Regions from separate parts of the Zea mays genome. Here region 1 is linked to region 2. Evidence: chromatin contacts called from public Hi-C data. All regions are on one chromosome and are shown on one strand. Each heading gives the region's core, a stretch centred on a gene start, on an enhancer-like site or on the middle of the called end of the contact. The rest is flanking DNA. Distances are from core to core; before and after follow the strand shown.

What was found. A called contact is a pair of places that touch in the nucleus more often than the background predicts.
Region 1: a Hi-C map of leaf shows a contact between it and region 2, with 5 times the contacts expected there. The contact joins the promoter of LOC100383196 here to the promoter of LOC100279094 in region 2. A contact is called at or near these places in 3 of 25 Hi-C or Micro-C datasets (ear, leaf and tassel).

Annotation. Positions count from the first base shown.
Region 1 is chr10:13,671,394-13,675,304 of Zm-B73-REFERENCE-NAM-5.0, reverse strand. It overlaps LOC100383196, which reads right to left and starts at 1,306. Exons shown (of 14, transcript NM_001175858.1): 1 at 1,007-1,306; 2 at 730-878; 3 at 1-8. The coding sequence starts at 1,037.
Region 2 is chr10:13,501,319-13,505,001 of Zm-B73-REFERENCE-NAM-5.0, reverse strand. LOC100279094 reads left to right here and starts at 1,327. Exons shown (of 2, transcript NM_001152140.1): 1 at 1,327-1,944; 2 at 2,939-3,683. The coding sequence starts at 1,605.

The DNA.
Region 1 (3,911 bases), core at 57-2,556, 170 kb before region 2:
GCCTCCACCTGAGAGCACAGCAGAAACAAGCAGAATCTTAGAAAGAGGAATCATTGCATACCACCCCATGTCAGTAAAAAAATTGCGGAGCTTTGGATAACATTAAAAAACCATAAAGGCGCTGATCCCTAATACCATTCGAGGCAGAGGCACTAAAGAAAGACCAAGCCTCTAGGGTCAAATGAAATGAAATGAAAAAACTTCATCTGAGCTCACTGAAGTGACCAGCAAAAGTAACCGACGACCTGGCAAACCTAGAGAGAGAAAAAATAGCCCAAATCAGAAGACCCTCCTTCCGGATGGGATTCCGAGGCACCGAATCGCCCATGGCACACAAATGCCGAACCCTCCACATCAGAAGAAGCAAAACCCCAGCGCAGGCTGCAGCACTGCAGCGGACATGCGAACGAACCCCGCAAAAGCCGCCAGACAATTCCCGTCAGAGTCCACGATTCCGCGCAAAGGCGCGGGGGCTTCACAGGAACCAGAACCACGAACCCCAAGCTGCGGACGACGAGGATTTGGAATCCGGGACCCCGTCGCGCTCGGATTAGATAAACCCCGCCCAAACCCCGGAATCCGCTGCGACCACGCGAAATCCGGGCGAAGATTCCGACGCGTGCGCACACGCGTATCCGGTATCCCAAAACCCCTTCTAAACACGCGGGGATGCAGCGGCAACATCAACGGGAACAACAAAGCCACCCTCCGTTTCAGCTGCTGCCTCACCTGCTCGATGTGGCCCTGCGGGAAGTAGTAGACCTTCTCCCCGAGTAGCGGCACGCTGGACAGCGGCCCCGCGCAGGCCTTCCACAGCTCCACGAACAGCGCGTCCTTCCCTCCGCCTCCGCCTCCGCCTCCGCATCCCGCGTCGGCGCCTGCACGCCCAGGCCCAGCCACATGAGGCAAGCAAAACCTCGTCACAAACAAACCCAAAACCCCCTCGGAGGGGAGGAGGCTCAACTCAAGCGCCGCAACCAGCAGCGAGCGACACAGACGCACTCACCGCCGCCGGCCGCCGCTGCAGCCGCCACCATCGGATCTCACATGCACTTGCCCGGAATCCGTCGCGACCTCCCTGCGCCGCGCACCTGGCACCCGGGCGATTTTTGCGGGGAAGGAGATGGGAAGGGAGGCAGGCGAGGGGATTTATGTAGCAGGCCGTCAAAAGCGACGTCAGTTTCCTGTGTCGCTCGCTTCTCTGCCCCTCCCACAGCGTGACTGCTGCCTGCGTGTGTGTGTGAGCATGGCTGCGAGAGAGAGAGAGAGAGCGGAGAGGGAGTGTGTCAGTTTCGGCCGCCTCGCGTTGCCCACCACGAGGCAGCGGTGAGCTCACCACCCATCTCGTTCCGGGCCCGGGAGCGTGGGTGGGCCTGTCTCTCCCCCGCGGGCAAGGGCCAAGGGGCGGGGTGAGAATATATTTTTACGATGGGTGCCTGCGTGCTTTTGGCAGCAGCGAGCGATGGCCGCCGCTCTAGTCTCCGCGCGTTGGTCCGGCGGTCAGAGGAGAGGAGGTGGGTTCGCAGTGGTGGTGAGCCCGAGGGAGACGTGGTTTGGAACCACTGCACGCTGTCAGCCGGCCATTGGTGCCAGCGACTGCCGAGGGCTGAGGATTCCATGCTAGTCCGACGGGGAGCTCTGTGCTGTGCTGCTTTGTAGTACTACATAGACTTGGTTTTGATCGGCTTGTTTCGGCATCGCTACTGTTGTTTTCTGGTGTGGGCTTTGTTGTACTAATAACCGCGTACTTTTGTGCGGGCTCGATATCGGACCAGTTTAACTCGGCTCGTTTAAGTTTGAGCTGTGAGCTAAGGAGCTGGTTCGGCTCAGCTTATTAAACTAACGAGTCTATATTAGTCTAGCTCTTATAAACTCGAGCTGACTCGTTTAGCTCGCGAGTCAGAGTAAAAAAAATAATATATATATATATATATATATATATATATATATATATATATATATATATATATAATCAATTTTTAGTTATTTTTAAACTAATTTAATAATAGAAAATAGTAATTATACTCATTGTTTCATAAACCACATCAATGTAACACTAAATTAATATAACACATCACTAATCAATTCACGATTCACATACATGTTCATCAAGTTAACCCACAGTTATATTCACATATATTAATTTAACAAATAGAAATAGTCCATCAATCATTAGTTTAACGCATAGGCCATAGACACCACACATACATATTCATCAATTATTACATAAATAATATGTATATAGTTTTGTTTTGCTCAAATGTGGTATTTCGTTTAGCTCGCAAGCTAGCTTGTTAATAAACCGAGTTGGGTTACTAATGGATCGAGCTAGGATGTCAGCTTAGCTCATGAAAAAATTCAAACGAGTCGATCCGAGTTGAGCCGAGTTTGCCACGAACCGAACGAGCCACGAGCATTTCATTCAGCCCTATAAACAAGGATATCGCTTATGGGAGGATGAGCTTTTGGATTTTCATTTGTATTGTTAGTGTATGACTCCAAAGTTGTGTGTTGTCAAATGCTATACACAAGTGACATTTATTTAGTGCTAATTATAATCGGCAACATACGTGCTTTCGCTTATTTAGGTGGCTTATTTAGGCGCGACTTATTCATCATATAAGAACTAGTTTGGTAACTCTATTTTTACAAGACATTCTCATTTTTTTCAATGGAAAATGAATTGATTCTCCTTAGAAATGAAAATCCTTTAGGTCTCGTTTGTTTCCTTTCATTTTGAGGAATTGGAATCTAACTAATGGTGTAGGCTATTTTTTTAGAATATGACATTTCACTATTTTCTAAAGTTTTTATATAAGTCTATCTCAAATTCATGGGGTAACAGATGGAAATTGATTCTGTATATTTATATGCTATTTTTCTGATGTACAACTTGTATCACACTCTTCTACTTTCTTCATTATAGCATAAATGTAGTATATAACTATCTCTCATATGATTTAAAATAATATACAAATATACATATATAAATATATGAACTTAATTAGTTTTTTTCTAAATTATAATTATTAAAATAGAATTTAATTCCAATGAAATAAACGAGGTCTTAGAAAAATGGGGTTGTTAAAATTGTCCTAAGTGTTTTAAAATTGTCGAGCACAGGTCAAACGGGTGGAACGGAGGCGACGGTTGATTGGCAAAGTTCTTGAAGCATTTCCATCAAATCTTTTATAAATTAGGATATATAAACACAAAATCTTACTATGGGCTAAGGAGAAAGGAGCTCTATCTCTAGCAATATAAGATTTTAAGGAGGTGGTATCAAAGGGGAGCCTAAGGACAAGGTTGGTCCTATTTGTTTCGGCTTATAGATTATATAATCTAGATTATAATTTGTAGGTAGTTGTTTGGTTGTCCAGATTACACGAATGTAGATTATTGATCTCTAAGCCACAAACGCAACAATACCTTGATCGTAGTCGACTTCTTTTTTTACAGTTATGGCATTCTATTGGTAATAATACAAACAAGCCCTCATTCAACTGTTTTCAAAACATAAAATTAAAGTTATGCAAATTCATACACTTTATTTGTCCAGAGTTTACTACATAAATAAAATTACATTCTCCTAACAAATAATGAATTTACAATTTGATCTCGGATGTTATTCACGCCCCCCTCTCCTTCATCATCTCTCATTTGGCTTGTATTTAAAAGCTAGGGAAATGTGTCATTGGACTATTTCTAGTTGTTTTGGTGATTAAATGCTCAACACACCATATTGAACTAATAATCTTTATATGAGCATGAACACATGTGTATAGAAAGCAAATTGAAGATGTTAAGTCCAAAAGAGCACAAACATGATCCCAAATATGCAGCTTTGTGGTAAATGGTATGAGTGTGAGGTTTGCACTTTTAAACATGTTGCATAGGTCTTTTACTATATT
Region 2 (3,683 bases), core at 78-2,577:
ATGATGTTTATAATAAGTATGAAGAGAAATATGGATCTATTAGGTTGAACAGGGATGTCCCTCCTAACTTGTCTGGTAAGAAACAGTCTGCTTGGGATGAAATTTATGATGATGCTGATGATGTGGGTAGTTCTGTTGGTATGAATTCTTTTGCTTTTACTCTAACATTGCTAGAGATACCTCTGCAACTGCTCTGCTGCATGCTGCAAACTCTTCAGCTTCTAATAATTCTGAACTCATTTCTTACTTAGATTGTGACACTATAAACCAGTTAACTGATGATTTCAACATCTTGCACTGGTGGCATCAGCACAAACTCACTTATCCAGTACTATCAATTATAGCTAAAGATATTTTAACTGTTCCTGTGTCTACCCTCTCTTCAGAATCCACTTTTAGTTTAACTGGCAGTATCATCGACGAGCGGAGGAGGAGGTTGAAGTCTGATATGGTTGAGATGTTGACATGCATTAAAGATTTGGAGATGCTGAAGCAAGGATGCAACACATGGTGGATGACAAAGAGCTTGAAGAAACATTTGAAAATATTTATCTTGATTAGTCTCTTTGTGACCATTTGTGTAATGGGACTGTAATATTATGCACCTGGACTTTGTAATGGTGGATGACAATGAACTTTTTAATGAGTTGGGCTGTACTTTTTTTCCTGTCTAGGGTTTCTCACAAGGGTGAGTTTTACCCAGGTTTTTAACGAGGCAACCATTGCACTACAGCTCATAATAAAACTGTTTTCATAAACATAGCAGTTTGAAGTTTTATTTCCTATCTGTTTGATGCTAGAAAGTGTATTTTTAGGCATAGTGCTCGTACTGGCACTAGCACTAACATGCCGTTGTGCCTGGGCCGGTGTCCCAGCACGGAGGCACTAACAGGTACGACACAGATCTTTTGTCGTGTCTGCTCGTGCTAGTGCCAGTGCCGTGCCGTGTGGCTCGGTTGGCCATCTATAATGCCATTGAATTGCCGCGAGAATCGAGGACGAAAGAGAGTGAGTGAAGAGGAAGATGAATGTTCTTTACCTTGATGGTCGGGTGATATGGAAGGGCGAGGTTCGGCCAAGAAATGACAATATGAACAATAAAATCTTATGTTATCTTCAATGCCTGAATTTTCTTCCATATGAAGTTATATTCCTATTTACTGCTTTACTATTTGATCTATTTTGTCATACTTTTGGTTTGAAAATCAAAGTGAGACAAGATAAACCTTGATGGAAGTTAGCAAACCCTTGGCCCATGACGTCCCCTCCCTCCAATTCTCGCTCACCTTTTTTGTCAAAAGCCGTTACTTTAATGAGTAATTTTCTATGGTCCTGTGTGTTTGTTAGTGACGCTGCATTTTGCAAAAGGTGACACCTGCTCTTCTTCACCAACCCCAAATTCTTCTTCGTGTTCATCGTTCACCTCATCCTTCCCTTCCCTTCTCTCCCCGGCTCCACCAGCAGCCGCTCATCGAAACCTTCCCCCACTATCCACCAGCATCAAGCAGAGATTTCTTCCGCCTTCTCCAGAGCTCGCATGCTTCCGTTTCGTCCTCCGCGTTCGCTTCCCTAGAGCAGAGCAGGTAGGTAGTCAGTGGCCAGCAATGATCCGCGAGTTCCTGGCCGTGGCGGCACGCGCGGCGCTGGAGTGGGCGCTGGCGTCGCTGCTGCTCGCCAACGGCGCCGCGTTCTGCCTCATCGCCGCCGCCGCCGCGCGCCTCCGCCTCGGCCCGCCGTGCATCGTCTGCGCCCGCGTCCACCGTCTGCTCTGCTCCTCCTCCTCCTCTGCTGCTGCCAGCGCCACCGGCGTGGCACGCGACGCTCTCCGCCTCCTCCTCTGCGACGCCCACCTCGCCGCCGTCGCTCCGGATCGCTGCGACGGGGATGGTGGTGTCTCGGAGACGGATGCTGCGATGGCGGACGATGATCCGAACACGTTTTCAGGTGAGCACTCCTCGACTCGATTGATTCTCATCCATCCTCTCAACTCTCTTGCGATAAGTCGGCCGTATGTACGACTTACTCCTACATCTCGTTTACATTATTAGTACCCAACGATTGATTGTTACAGCTAACGAAGATAAGCTGATGCTGTTGCAATCAATCATGTAGTAAGTACTAAAACGAAAATTTTCTCGTATGGTTGGTGGATCGAAAACCTTGTGGCTGATGGTAGATGCATGCTCACTAGTTTTGGTTGGTGCAACCTAAAACTTTGCTGAAGCATCTGCTGGAACATTGTGCTGGTACAAAATGAACCTCATGCACAATGGCCAGTTGCCTGAGAGTGGTAACTGAAATGCATCTATGCCAAATTGGAATTCTGATGATCCTTGACAAGGGGTTTTCCAGTGTAATTGCAGAGAACCAAGTCCAGGTAATCTGGTATAGGCCACTTTAGGGCTTATTCGGTTAGCTCTCAATACATGTGGATTGAGTGGGATTGAATGAGTTTGAATCCCAAACAAATTAAACTTCTTCTTAACTTTTTCTAATCTCATCTAATTCATGTGTATTGGAAATAACCGAACAAGCCCTTAATGGTGGAAACGGTGGTTGCATAATGGTTCAGTGCTGTTGTTAAGATGAAAGGGAAATCTCAAACTTAAGTAGAACTGGGGTTGATTTAGGATCTGCCAAGCTTTTCTTTTTCTCCGGTCAGGGGCATCTAGAATGATCATGATCACAGGCTCAGGGCCAGTTGACCATTGTCGGGTTGCTTGAGATAGGATACAAGCACAATTTAATTCAGAGGCCGGCCGTGCCAACTGAAGTCAATGGCTCCATGTTTCTAAGGGACAGCTCAACAGGGTGTCAAAAAAGTTGTTACCTGGTTGATAAAATCTAAACAAATCGCTGTCAATCAAAACAAGCCTTGTTGCCACATTGAATCTCCTGAATAAAAATCACATGTTGACACTTGACGTGTTCGTCGCAGGCATGGAGACTCACCGCGACGTCTCCATCGGCAGCGAGATATGCGAGCAGGAGGAAGACGGCATCAAACACCACGCCGGCGACCGCATCGCAAGAACCACCAGCGCCGGCGACGGTTGCGGCCCGCTCGTATCTCTCTTCGAGCTGGCGCCGATCGTGTCGTCGCGACCACGGGAGGACGACGATTCCATAGACCAGCTGGCGAGGACGATGCCACAGTCGCTGACCCTGACCGTGGACGGTGACGAGAGCCTGACACTCGGGGAGCTGGTCACCGCGTTCAGGGCACAGAGGAGGGAACTGGACGCGCTGCGCGCCGAGCTCGCCGCCGAGCGGCGGCTGAAGGCGGAGGTCGAGGAGTACCAGCGTCAGCTGGAGGAGCAGGGCGAGCTCGACCGGGAGGCTGCGCGGCTGGCCATGCAGCTCGTGTACGAGAGCGAGGCGGAGAAGCACGGCCTGCAGCGGCGGCAGCTCGACGCGTGCGGGGCCAGGGCGCAGCTGCAGCTGCAGCTGCAGCTCTGCCAGTCCGACCCCGCGGCCGTGGAGGACGCCGGCGGAGGCTGCAGTGGCGATGGCAACAACTACCAGTCGCTCGTGGACTTCTTGCCGGGGTCGGTGCACTCCTCCTCGCCGGACCTGGCCAACCTCCTTAGACTCTACACTGAATCTGGCCATGCCGGCCGTCGTCCGGGTCCGGGGCACGGTTACGACGTGCCGGCCATTGCGGTGGGTGAGGAGGCAGAGGA